Linked DNA regions of Zea mays: region 2 is linked to region 1. A link is a contact called in public Hi-C data. All regions are on one chromosome and are shown on one strand. The core of a region is the stretch at or near the end of the contact, and the rest is flanking DNA. Distances in the headings are between cores, read along the strand shown. Region 1 holds the start of LOC103639615 (paramyosin). Region 2 holds the start of LOC100192912.

Region 1 (7,139 bases), core at 2,292-4,791:
TCTACAGCGTCTAACCAATCATCATTTGGCTCATCAAATTGGCTTCTGTAATGAAAGGTATACTTGAGATAAACCAAGCCACTCTGGCTGGAGCCAGCAGCGGCTTCCTTTGGCATTTCCCACTCGTTTACAAGAGGCCATACTTTATAAGCAATATGCTCTTGAATTAAATCTCTCGTGCCAATGTAGGTGCATATGGTGTTGAAAGCAATTTGGCACGCCTGCACTTCATTCCCAAGTGCGATGGATGGCCTTCTAATGCCGAAGCGTGACCATATAGGACGTTGCATAACGCCTTTCACATCCTCCCTCTGATTCAGGTCATTCTTCATGTAAAACCATCCCTTCATCCAACAACCTGGCCACTTCTTCCGAAATGTAGGCACAGGGTAATTCGCCTCAGAGCGAGGCACGAAGCCGTAGCAGCCAAAGTTGTTATGATATTGTTCTTTTTCGGTCGCCTTCGTCTGGTAAGATAGCTCATGAATATTGCAGAAGCATCTCACATCCGGCTCCAGTCCTTGGCTCCTCATGGACCATATAAAAATCCCCACTCTAATAAGAGCTTCGAGGGGTAAGCTGATGAAGGTATATCTCAAATATCTTCAAGACTTTGACCAGCATTTTATGGAGCGGGAAGTGAAGCCCAGCTTTCATGAAGCTCCTGAAGACCACCACTTCATCACTTTCAGGGAGGGGAACGGTGTCTTCTCCCCCAGCCTTCACTATGGACACATCATGAAAATAATTGCCTTTCATCGCTTCAATTTGCCCTTGTTTGATAGTTGAATTCCCAAAAACAACATGGCTTGGCCTCCACGGCTGATCTTCGACATCTTCATTCTCACTCTCAATATCGAAGCTCTCGTTATCGCTTGAATCACTAGATAGCCCAGCTAACATTTCATTAGCGATTTTTTTCTACGTTGGTCCTTTCCATGGCTTCGTAGAAGCCAGCAATTGTGGGATCCACGCTTTTCTTATCCTCAGCCATTTCGGTGATGATCACCGCAGAAAGCCGAAGCTCAAAAACAATTGCACTCACAGAACATGAAAGCTAAAACGACAACTGTAGCACGAAAGCTAGATGGCACGAAAAATATCAGCAACACAACCTTCTATATATATACTCAGAGCCCCACATTTCAGTGGGTCCCACAGCTCAGAATGATTCGCTATTCTAGCGAAGGGAAGGTGTTTTTCGAACCTTCGGCTAAAGGCCTTCTTTCACTTCGCAGTCTAAATTTGTTGCAAAGGAACAATTTAATACTGCGAGGGGCTAACGTTGGGGGTCTTCATCTTCCGAAGGTCCTCAAAAACATAATTAACTATTTGCTTTCAGTATAAGCTATCACAGGGAGCTTCGTCTTCAGGATGGAAGTCTTTCCCTCATGATGAAGGCGTACGAGATGAAGATATGATCTAAGGATGATAAGAATAAACGCCGAAGCTATTGCCAGAGTGACAGCTTTGGCTCATGATGGTGATGAAGACTGATGATGGTGCTGACCGAAAGGGAAAAAGACTACTTAGTCCTTAATGATTTATGTTACGATCATAAGTAAATGTCAGGGAAATGTACTTTCACCCGGGCTGCGTCCGGTGACTATAAATATATGAACAGTAGCACCGTACTGTTCACGCTGATTTGTAATCTCTCTCGCATCAACACCTTCGAGCAAGCCGAAGGTATCAATGTGATACAAATTTTGTTGATGTTCATACATGTTTTAGATTGCAAATACAAATGAATTAATTGGATATACTTGCTATTCTCATCTCTTTGCATCCTTATTTATCTTTAAGATGATGAAGACATGTCCTTCATGACCTTCATCTGATGATCATTATGTCCATATGGAGATAATGCTTCGGAAGACGAAGGTCTTTTATACTTAACAATTGTGTTGCCTTGTTCTTGAATCACAACATTTGAGAACAAGTGACCAACAAGGCCCATCGTGGTCTTCCGTTGATGTGAATGGTCCTTGTTGTCCTTTGAAGAGTCGGGTGGTCGAACACAAACTCCTCCAACATCCTTCAAACTATACCTGCCACATTCATCGCACGCAGCACACACCGAGGGGTCAGAGAGCCATAATTGCATTAGCCATGTATAAGAATTCATGGGGTTTTGCATCTTGGCACTGAAGATTCTTATCAGGCTAATTTAGCTCAAAGCGACAAATGTTAGGGGCGACCTGGTTGGGGCTGCTTGAGGCGACCTGGGTTGGTCCCAACTTGGTCGGGGCGATTGAGCCAAGTCCAACCTAGTTGAGGTGGCTAGACCAGGGTTGCTATAGTTGGTGCAGACTTGGTGTGGGGAATTAGGATGACTAGGTCGGGCCCGACTAAGGTGTCTTTGGTCCGAATTGAGTTTTGTTGATGGCGCTCTTTATCTTTGAGCAATCTTTTGGGCCGTCTTGAGGTACCTCTGCTATAGGTACACAACATCGTGTTTTGTTTTAATTTAGAGTCTATAAAAAGTCGATGTGACATTGATGTGGTTGTAGGCTGACAGTAAAGGCTATGCACTAGAACGCTATGATGGATAAGGACTGATGACGATTGATAGTGTCGTTGATGGTATGGTCGATAAGTGACGTGACTGACACGATTGGATGTAGGCTTAGGCTAGCATGGTGGGATATGGTGTCAAAACGTATGAACAAAGTTGTTTTAAGGTTATTTGAATTAGTACAATGTTGCACGTTGTGATGGCACACAAATTATTCAATAAAATGTTAGTGTGCAACAATTACATGAAAGCGAACGACACATATATTATCATCGACCTCAATATCTCATAAATTATTTGTCAACAGTCAATCTCTACTACTATAAAACATTAATTTACACGTGCTTTAGTAGAACACTAAAGTTGGTTTCACAATCAGAATAGCATAACATGAAGTCCAACTTTTATGGTGGAGGATGGTACAAATCTACAAAAGAGAATTAAATGCAGGTACAATCTCAAGAAAAAAGTAGTTCGTGAAGAAGACATATGGTCTATCTGGTTTATCGGTTTGGTGTTTAGTTGTTTTGGTTTTAACAGTTCTCTAAAACCATTGCGTTAAGTACAATCTTGGTCAAGGTTAGCGTGGTAGTGGCCTGCTCAATCGGAGTAGTTAAAACCTGTGGAATTTTGTTGCTTTTGAGTAATGAAATTTGGTTAGTAGCTTTGCTAGATGTACTGAAGCATAGAAATGAGTCTGATGGACAATCTCAGTTGTCTTAGGGCTTGTTTGAAAACACTCAGTTTTTTTAAAATAGTTTATAAAAACTGAGGTAGTTCCGAGCATACTAATGTTTGTCACAGTTTATAGAAACTAGATTATTAGTTTCTTAAAAACCAAAAAATAGTCTCCATTAGCTAAAGATAGTTTATAAAAACTGAGCTGGTTCAAAATATTATTAACCAGGTTTTTTTTATAAACCAGCTTCTAAAAACTGGAGATATAATCTGGATTTTTAAAAAACTAGGTAACAGGCCTTAGTTCTGCTTACTTAACTTTCTGAACTATGTACGCTTGTTACGAGCTGAGCATTTCGGCTCAGAACATCAATTCTGCATGCAGACACCTTGACATCAATTCTCCAAGAAGTCGGTTATTGGAAGCAGACGAGAGGAGGGCGAGCGGAACAATGCCACTGCTCTTGCCAATCGAGGAGAAGTACCAGACAAGGGCGACATCGACGACAACGACGACGACGACACGCGAGATCGCCTCAGAAATCTCGCAACCACAAGGCAGCTGGCCTGCTGTTCTGACGACAGCCATTGCACGCACCAGCCAGAGAAGTTGAGGTTGCGCCTTCTCCTCTCGGGCTCGGGCTCGGTAGGTATATGCCTGCATTCCCATTCCCAACCAGGTCTGGTCTGGTCTGCTCCGGTCCGGTCTTCTCTCCCGACCCCGACCTGGCCTCCTCCCTCCCCTCTCCAGCAGAGCTCTCCCTCCCCCTCCCCCTGAGGTGAGGTGGCTGAAGTCGGGGGACATGGTTTCTTTCTCCGCTTCCTAAGATTCCTCTTCTTCCCCCCAACCCACCACCTACACCTTTTGCTGCGCCGCACCTGCACGGCCGCTCCATGCGCCGCCGTATCTCAGTCTCAGGTCAGCATCACCAACCGCAGTTCCACCTCCCGACCCCAGCCGCAATCTAGGAGGAGGGCCGCCGCTCTCCCCTCGGCCGCATCGCATGGTAACCACCACCAGCAGGGCAGGATGTTCAAGCTTCACCGCCACCGCTCCTCCGACCGCGTCGGCGAGCGCTTCGACTTCAGATTCTCCAACTTCCGCGCCGTCCAGGTTGGTTCCTTTCCTCTCTCTCTCTCTCTCTCTCTCTCTCTCTCTCTCTCTCTCTCTCTCTCTCTCTTACTCTCTTCCTGCTCTCCCTCCCTCCTTCCTTCAGGGACTAGCCGGCCGGCCAGCGGGGGAGGACAGACAGTACCAAAACCTCGCTTACCCGATCCGATACAAAAGAGAGGCCCTGCGATTACCACAAATTCTTCTCTCATATCTTATCTACTGGAGTAATCGCTTTGCTGCTTGCCTTTCATCTGCTGATTTGCTCTCTCCCGCTAGGCCAAGGCCGCTGCTGATGTGATGGCAGACACTCGTCATCCAACCTACATTCCTTCACCTTTGCTACATCAATGTAGGATCATGCTCGAGCTTACTGGAGTAGCTCGTATCGTACGAATTATTATTGTGCCTCCTTTCCTTGGTTACTCACGTCACGTCACGTGTGTGCCTACCTCAAAGCCACTCCCAAAAGGGAAGGCAAACGGGAAGCCGTGCTGCTTTGCTTGTACCAAACCAATCTCATATGCAAATCGCATTATTTGCTTCCTCTCCCAGTCCCCTCCCTCCCCTGGTGATTCAATGGCTACCTTTTGCCATTCAATCAGTTTACTTTCTCAGGGGGTCCAACTTTACTTTGTTTCACGAGTTGCCTGCCGTTCATGTGTGCGTGTACCCCGGAAAAAGAATCGTCCTTCCTCTTCATTTTTAAAGTAGAATATGCCAGTGGAATTTTGTTTGACTTCTCATTCATTTCATATGCGCCTTTCCTGCAGTTTATCTTATTCCATGTGCTACATGACATGTATCCCCTCCATTTTCGTGTCTCATGGATTGGTTTCATTTTTTACAGGTCCCCGCCATTTCAGACAGGCTCTTCCTTTCCATAGTCTCCGTAGACAATGGAAAAACAATTGCAAAGTCCACTAAAGTAGCTTCTCGTAGTGGAATATGCCAGTGGCCCGACACCATCTTGGAACCCATATGGTTCTCCAAGGACCAAGTCTCCAAAGAATTTCAAGAGTGCCAGTACAGGATTATTGTTTCCCTGGTATGTACCATGATGCATATTTTCCTACCTTACCTGTTCTTGGATGTCTAGTTCCTGCTTCAATCTCGATGCCTATTACCTTAGGCTATTTACTCTGTCTTATTCCTGTCGCATGGCTATGCAATTTTTGGGTCACTAACAACTGCTCTCATGTAATGTTCCAGGGATCGGCAAAATCTGGCATTCTTGGGGAGATTCTTCTAAATCTCTCTAATTTTCTGAATTTGGCCGATCCAACCGCTATCTCTTTGCCACTGAAGAGATGCAACTCTGGAACAGTTTTGCAGGTGCGTTTCGCTACACCTCCTTGTTTCCAATGGCCACTTGGGCATTGCTTACATGATTTGGTAGCCAAAAATATGCTGGTATTACATTCCAATCATAGCTGCCAACAGTTACGTAGGTCCCTATTTCATGCTTGTACTTTTTGGTAGCGTGCCTGATGGGGCACCCCTACTGCTACTTAAGTACTTATGTTGACGTTCATATTTTTTCCCTCATACACAGCTTAAGGTTCAATGTCTTGGCACAAAATCTAAGCTGAGGTAACTAGACTGAAGCCTCCATACTTCATTCTTGCCAAGTTCTGTTCAGTCTTCGCTTCCCTCAAATCCTGAATTTTGATTCTTCCATTTCTATGTAGTGGTGTCAGATCATTGAGGGACATGGCTCCTCGTCTTGATGACCGTAGTCCAACGCCAACCAATGACGAGCTGGACAACAGGTCAGATTGCTCTGATGGTATGTTCAACAAGGGTGTTCATTCTTCATCTGAAAATCATCTGGGTGGAACTTATCAAGATGAATCTGGAAACATGGTATGCTACTGTTTAAAACAATTTACTCTGTCCCAAACATTTCCCGTTCCATCTTGATTTGTTGTTGGACTGTCTATGATGTCTTGATTGCATAATAATAGCATAGAACTTAGTTACCGATGCTGTGAATTCAACTTTGTAGATATTTCAATGTTAGACCCTGGAAGGGATTGAAAGAACCTGGCGATGGATATTTTTCTGCAAGCTGATAGAAAATCCTTTGTCTTTACTTGTCAAGCAGAAGTCTTTAATTTTTCAGTTATTGTGGGGTCTACTATCTTGCATAAAATCTATGACAAGCTCTACCCCCCGACTCGATGACCTATTCATAAATCTAAAAATCACATGTAAACTTCACTACTAATCAGCATGCCGCAAAAGTCATACCGTAAACCACAGAGTACAATTATACACAAATGATCTCATCCTTCACAAAGGTTTCTCTCTTACACATGACCTGCATGTATGCTTAAATCCACAAGATACTCCCAATGTGGAAGCTGGTGAACCTACTGTCATTATCACCACAAGGAAAAGCTTTTTAGATAGTTAAGATATATTTTTTTGGCATGGGAACACTTGGAAGCTCCTCGCATTTGCATATAGTTTTCTGTATGGACTGCAATTCCACCATCAGCAAGGGAAATATTTTGGTTACATGTCATGCTCTATCAGAGTATTATGTGTCCATGCTAATTATGTGCCCCCTTTTCTTTGCAGGAAACAGGTTTCTCAGCATCAGGGTCCCATCGGAGTTCTAATTCTGGAGATAGTACTGCAGATAGAACAAACTTCTCTCCTAGAGTCAACTCTAATGGAGGGCTTTTTGTGGGAAGGCAGGATTCTGCTAGTTCCTATGCTAGTTATGTTAGTGCCGGCGGTGGTGATGATGGGCTTAGATCCAACAATTCATCTTTTAGTTCTCGGACTTCAGGCCCAAATTTGCTGCAAGGGAGTACTCCAAAA
Region 2 (6,628 bases), core at 3,011-5,510, 130 kb before region 1:
TCCCGACCACGTCGCAGTTCGCTGACATCATCACCAAGGGGTTGTCGTCGAGTGTATTCACCAAGTTCCGATCCAGTCTCAACATCTGAACGGGATAGAGTTGAGACTACGAGGGGTGTTAGAACCTCGTTAGAGTTTTGGGTCAGTCCTCATGTAATTACTTGCATACCCCCAGTGTAATGGGCTTGGTCCAACTATTCAGGCTATATTAATTCACTCCCAACCCTGGTTAGGGTTAGGGTTTCACACTCCAATACCCACTCTTTTTTCATTTGTTTGGTTTGTGGAATGAAATGGGTTGATCCATCACCACCCTATTACTCACAAGCTAATTATTAGTATATGCATGAGGAATATATTGATTCCACCAAAATTCGAGGGATGAACTCATGTTGCACCACATCTAAGATCTAACAATGGGGTGGTCCTCAAACCAAACACACCCTTATATCATGAGATGTCATGACATGTAAAATCAAGGTACCACATCCATATACCAGCATTTCCAAGAAAGAGAAAGGGACAGCATACATAAGAAATGATTACACAACTAATCCATGGTTTTTCAGGCATTGTGGCACTGGGGTACGCTTGGAAGCATAGGGATGATATGAAATAACTAAAACCTTGTGGCGTCCTGTGGCACCTTGGGTATGCCTCAACACCTAGGCAATGACTCAGAAACTATGAAGTAATCACAGTATTGTAAAATGATCATAACTAGTGCAGTAAAATATTTGAGTATTTCCAAGATCGATTTGTTCATCATGCTGAACTCTTGTTGCTATTGCAAGAAAAAGGAATGTCTTATTTGTGAAAAAATGTTTTCACAAAAAAACAAACGTCTATTTTATCACACATCCATAATAGAAAATAAACTTGCAAGGCAAGAGAGAAAGTGTCACCTTTTCCCCATATATGTAACACTCCCCACAGGTGACACCACAACAGCAGTCCCCGTGCAGAAAACTTCATCAGCGTTAATCAACTCATCTACACACACCAGACGCTCCTCAACCTTACAAGAAGCCAATGCATTGGTTAAGACTTAAGACTGCATTATATTGGAGGCAGCATATGATGAGTTGAGCACTCGAGCCTAGTTTGCATATCCTTCTATCTATGCTAACAAGTTACAGGTTAATGTGTTAAAACTGTATGTATGCGTTCGAGAGAAAAAACTGTATGTATGGCCACTTGCAGCTAAAATGCGCTGATTTCACATATCCTTCTACCTAAGCTAACAAGTTACAGGCAAAAAGTATTTGTTGTGCTAAAACTTAGGGAAAACTATATGTATGGCCAATTAACTTGCAAGTAATATGAATTGATCCAGCAGTCGCTTCTTCACCCATTTCTTTAGCAGTCATTTCTTCACCCATTTCTTTAAATCCATGGGATGGACAAGTAAAATACCTTGAAACCTTTGCTCTGAGCAACTTCAATGATACTTTTCCTCGTTATACCAGGAAGTATTGTTCCTTTAATGGCAGGCGTAGAAATAACATTGTCCTGGTGCAAAAAGACAAGAAAACAAGCCCATCATGGCATTGTCCCATGAAATGGTATGTTAATCAACCAAAGGATATTGCATAGGTTAGAGAAAAGTTTGTGGATAAATAGAATGCTGATAAAATGGTATGTTATCACTACTGCATCCCTTGGACACTAAGGTGTTGTTTGATTCACGAAATGTAGCGTAAAGCCGTAAATGGCAACGGTAACGATTCACACTCGAGTACCAGCGGTAATATGTTTGAATATGCCGGTATCAATTTCTAGTGTGGTATTTGATTACAGTTAGACTTAAAAAACATGGTTTAACGTTATCAGTTACCTATCATGTTACAAATATGTGAACCAAACAGCACCTAAAGTCTACTCTTAACTGCAGCTATGAAGGAGATATACCGCCAAAATAGCAAAGACATCAAAGTGAAGGATCATACTTTCACAACAAAAATATTGCAGGAAGAGACTTCTTCGAGATATTTGTCATGAACAGCATCCAAATAAAGGACATCAGAATATCCTTTCCCCTTTGCAATCTTTTGTGCTTTCAGTACCTATAAGGTGATGAATGTGTGCAATTAAGTAGCCAAACTGGGGCTTTTATAGAATTTCCATAACTGCTAATTCATAGAGTTACCGAGGCATAGTTTCCAATGGTTTTCACACCTCCAGTTCCACCAGGGCTGGCACGGTGAAATTTATCCTCAACGATCAAATTAATAGGAGATAAACCTTCCTGTAGAATAAAATGAACAAAGGCAAAGTGGCAAACAACATATATACCGGCATTGTTGAAACAAACTATTTTAGATGCGTGTAAGGACGAGTTCATATTATACACTATTACCATTAAGCTATCCTGTATCACTGTCCACTGAGCAGGAAAGAACACAGGTTGTAACGATTTGCTCTAAGCCCAGTACTCCAGTTTACATTTTGGATGAGTGACTAGTGCCTACAAATTTTGGTGGAATTTGAAGTAAAAGGAAACGCAATACGGACCTTGAAATAATTCCCAACAGGGGATACAAAAATGATAAAGCTATACTCAGGAGCAGGCGCAAGACCAAGAACTGCACCGCTTCCTATTAGGAGTGGCCTGATATATAGGGAACCTTTACCAGTAGGAGGCACCTAGAAAGATGATATGTTTCGTTTCAAGAAAAAAATATGTTAGCAAGGGGATAATGGTTCACTAACTAAAGTATTACTAAATATGTAGCCTAATACTATCACATTTGAAAACATGAATTACTAACCCATCTTTTATTTGCCAAAACAGTTTGTTTAACAGCATCAACGAATTGCTCAACAGTTGGAGCAGGCATACACATCCTCTCTGCACCGCTTAGCATCCTTATAGCATTCTCCTCTGGACGAAATAGAAGGATGGACCCATCAGTTTTCCTATATGCTTTTAGGCCTTCAAACAATCCCTGCATACCAGAACAACATAGACTAAGCATATTCAGTACCAGTAGGCCTGATACCTAACTGCCAGGTTATAGTTGTTCCAATCCTGTAGAGATATAGATGTGAAACAGGGTGGGAAGTTTTCCTACTAACCTGCCCATAATTTAAGACTCCAGCTGAAGGACTCAGTGCTATAGGACCAAATGGTAGGACTTCACCTTTGGAAAAGATTCCATCAGTTCCACATTTTGCAACATACATAAAGTCAGTCTCGATGAGGCCAAAGCCAAGGTTTTCCCAGTCCAAATCAGTGACATCTGATGTTTCCCTGCTAAAGTTAAACCATCAGAACGAGGATGAAAGTCATGAGGGCATTGCTCAGTATGGATTTAACTGAAGCTGAACCACAGCCATATGTATCAAAACGGTTTTGGTTTCATAATTACATACATGTAACTTGTTGTCATAGAAGCGTGGCATTTTCCCGTGCTAGGAACCTTGTGACAGAGACTTGGCATAGGATAAATGTGGTTCTGGATCTGCAGAACGAGAAAAAGATGACACCATCTTTTGTTAGATCACGAGGCTGGTGAAAGTGAAAGCGGTGGGGGTAATTGAAGTTACCTTGATTATTTGGCATCTTTACGAGGAAAAAACAAAGGCAAGCTAGATAAGTCCATTTCAAGCAACGTTGGATTGATTACACTTCTCAGGTGGTCAGGCCAGGGAGTGAGAGGAATGATGGGGTTATTCAACCTCTCTTTTTTCCTATTCTATTAGTATTAAAAACAAAAGGAGTATCCAAAGTGCCATCGTGGACCGTGTTCATTCAGCCCCTAATCCGTTTCAAGGGTGACAAGAGCAATATGTGAACAACAATTAATAAAATTCTAAAAAAGACCAAAGGTCCAAAGCCTTCCTGTTCTGAAGCTACACACCGAAACTCGATCTCTTTCTCTCGACACCTTTACCTTTACGCACGGCTAGAAGCCCCATGATCTCCAATTATTCGAATCTATTTTAGCAGGTGCAGATGCCCTCACTAGCCTCGCTACCTACCCCCATTCCAAATCCACTACACTCCGAGGCCCAAACCAAACTCACGCAACCAAAAAGGAACGTCATGATGAACAGGGGGAGCAAGGAACCTTGAGCCACGGCGAGAGCGAGTGCCGCGACAGGCAGCCGGAAAGCGGCTGAGCGGCTGAACGGGCGACGCGGGATGCGAGGCCGGGCTCCATTCCCTCTTCTAGCGCTTGCTGTGGCGAGTGAAGGGATCCGCGGCCCGCGCGGAGGCAGGAGAGCGAGCGGGGAGGTGGAGGAGCGAAGGCGGCGGTCAATGCTGTGCAGGCAGAGTTGCCGTCTTTAATTTTGGTGCTGTTTCGTAAACTGCATATTTGTGAAAAACAAATTCACTTTAGAAAAAGGTTGGTTAACACGACCACCAAATCCACCATCGCCAAATCCAGATTCTGTACTAACTATTAAGACGTTAGTGTAGACTGCCCCCGCCTAACAACCGCCCGCCCGATCAATCCGCCCGCCGCGAACCGTACGCCGCGAAGCGCCCCGCCCGCCCCCGCCCACCCCCGCACGCGTGCCGCGATACGCCGAGACCCTCCACGAAACCCGCCCGCCGCGAACCCCTCCCACAACCCGCAACGCGCAGCAGGCCGGCGAAACCCGCCCGCTGCGAACCTCCCGCCGCGAATCCCCTCCCGCAACCCGCAACGCGCAGCAGAACAAGCGCAGCAGGCCGTCCCCGCCAACAAGCGCAGCAGGCCGTCCCCGCCCTCCTCCGCGGCGTCGTCTCGCCGGACCTTCTTCTTTGTCGCGCGATCTCACCACCGTGTTCCGCGCCCTACCGCCCAAGAAGCGGATCCGCGCGGGGTGACCCTGGCGCGCAGGACGAGACGTCGTGGATCTGGTGTCCGGTCCGCCATTGGCCGTGGCGACGCCGTCAGTCAGTAAGTGCGCGGTCATGGCATGGTACAGAGCTCGTACAAATAAGTTATGTTTTTTGGGGGGTGTAGAATTGGGAAAGAGGTTGTTGTTTATGAGGGAGGATAAATGGGGAATTGAAAGCTTGTAAAGAGAATTCCTACAGATTTGTTCGTTGTATTTGTTAGACTATACTTGCTGACAGTTCAAGAAAAAATGATGAGCTTTCACCTGAAGAACACAAAAAAAGGATCGTGGGTTCAGCTGAGTTGTTGCTCTGTACGTGTGTAGTTGTGTGTTGCTTCTATCATGGCCTTGGTTCGTGTGTCAACTGCAGCACAGAAGTTGGTCGGCAGCAGAACAAACAGAACAGCGCAAGGAGTGTCTGAAGAGGCAAGCATGAGGATCTGCCATTCAGTCAGTAGTTGCTTCATGATCGGTGGGGTTGGACGGATGGATTTAACCCGAGGCCTAGGCTACTAACTGAATGGTTCATTGGCTTTCTCCCTGGTCAAGTGGAGAGGAGGAAGGCAGGGGACGAAGCGTCGAGGACTTATTCCTTCCTTCCTTTCTTCCTTCCCTTGCTTCTTTCAGATGGGTTATTGCATCTCTGCCTCCTTCCAGTTTTTATGCCATTTGTTTGTTAGTACGATAATCTGATTGATGAAATCTGGTTGGTCAGAGCAATGTTGTTTGAGGATTCTGTGGTGCCAATTAAACTACTGAAAGAAACATTTTTATCAGATTTCAGCTCTTAGCTTAGACATGTATGTATCCCATTTTAAATCCACTGTCTGAAGAAGAGAAGAACAAGCTATGCACCTAAAAAATACTTTTACTGACAACATCATCACTGTTTGATTCCAACTAGCAAGCATAGCTTAGATTAGATGTATGTATCATGTATATATCCCATTTTAAATCCATTGTTTGAAGAAGAGAAGAACAAGTTATGCACCTAAAAAAATACTGTTACTGACAACATGATCACTGTTTGATTCCAGCTAGCAAGCATACTTATATTGTCGAAAATAGCTCATGAGTGCATCATTTAGAACTACATGTTAGTTCTGAGTTGCAAATAGTATGATACATGCTTTAATTCTAATATTGGTTCTGAGTTCAGATATTCCTATTATAAGTTGAACTACATGTTAGTTCTGAGTTCATAGTTCAGAGTTCAGATAGTACTATCTGAACTATCCAGTTTTTTATGCCATTTGTTTGTTAGTAAGATAATCTGACAGATGAAATCTGATTGGTCAAAGCAATGTTGTTTGAGGATTCTGTGCTGCCAACTAACTACTGAAAGAAACATTTTTATCACTGTTTATTCAGTAAATGGATCCTGCATGCAATGAATATTCAGTAATGGATCATGTGCTTTGTTTCACTCTATATTTCCATTTTCAACTTTTACTTTATTAACTCCGGCTTTCGAGTTATCTTTGAATGCGTTCACTTTGATGAAATTAAAAGCAGAAAACAGATAATATCTATGACCAAATATGACAAGGATTCTCATTTTTAAGTATTCTTTTCATCACGCAATTAAAACTTTCAGTATCAAGTAGGTTATTTATTATTCTAGCATGATTTCTGCCAAAAGGAAACACTACTTTTGTCTTCTGAATAGAATCTGCATTTTCACCATGTTTTTTTTATTGTTTTTGGTTTGAGAACGTTTTACTGCTGCTACCGACTCCTATCAAGTCAGGTCCTATTCAATATATTTGTGCTGCATTATCCAGTCTGGTGGCAT

The links. Hi-C and Micro-C count contacts between places; a contact is called where the count stands out from the background.
Region 2: a contact with region 1 is called in a Hi-C map of ear, with 2.1 times the contacts expected there. The contact joins the promoter of LOC100192912 here to the promoter of LOC103639615 in region 1. A contact is called at or near these places in 3 of 25 Hi-C or Micro-C datasets (ear and leaf).

Annotation. Positions count from the first base shown.
Region 1 is chr9:161,191,487-161,198,625 of Zm-B73-REFERENCE-NAM-5.0, reverse strand. LOC103639615 (paramyosin) reads left to right here and starts at 3,541. Exons shown (of 9, transcript XM_008662350.3): 1 at 3,541-4,310; 2 at 5,158-5,355; 3 at 5,520-5,642; 4 at 5,863-5,900; 5 at 5,999-6,173; 6 at 6,894-7,139. The coding sequence starts at 4,227.
Region 2 is chr9:161,326,031-161,332,658 of Zm-B73-REFERENCE-NAM-5.0, reverse strand. LOC100192912 reads right to left here and starts at 4,260. Exons shown (of 10, transcript NM_001319737.1): 1 at 4,074-4,260; 2 at 3,376-3,464; 3 at 3,079-3,253; 4 at 2,772-2,948; 5 at 2,515-2,646; 6 at 2,150-2,248; 7 at 1,950-2,066; 8 at 1,417-1,512; 9 at 906-1,018. The coding sequence starts at 4,166.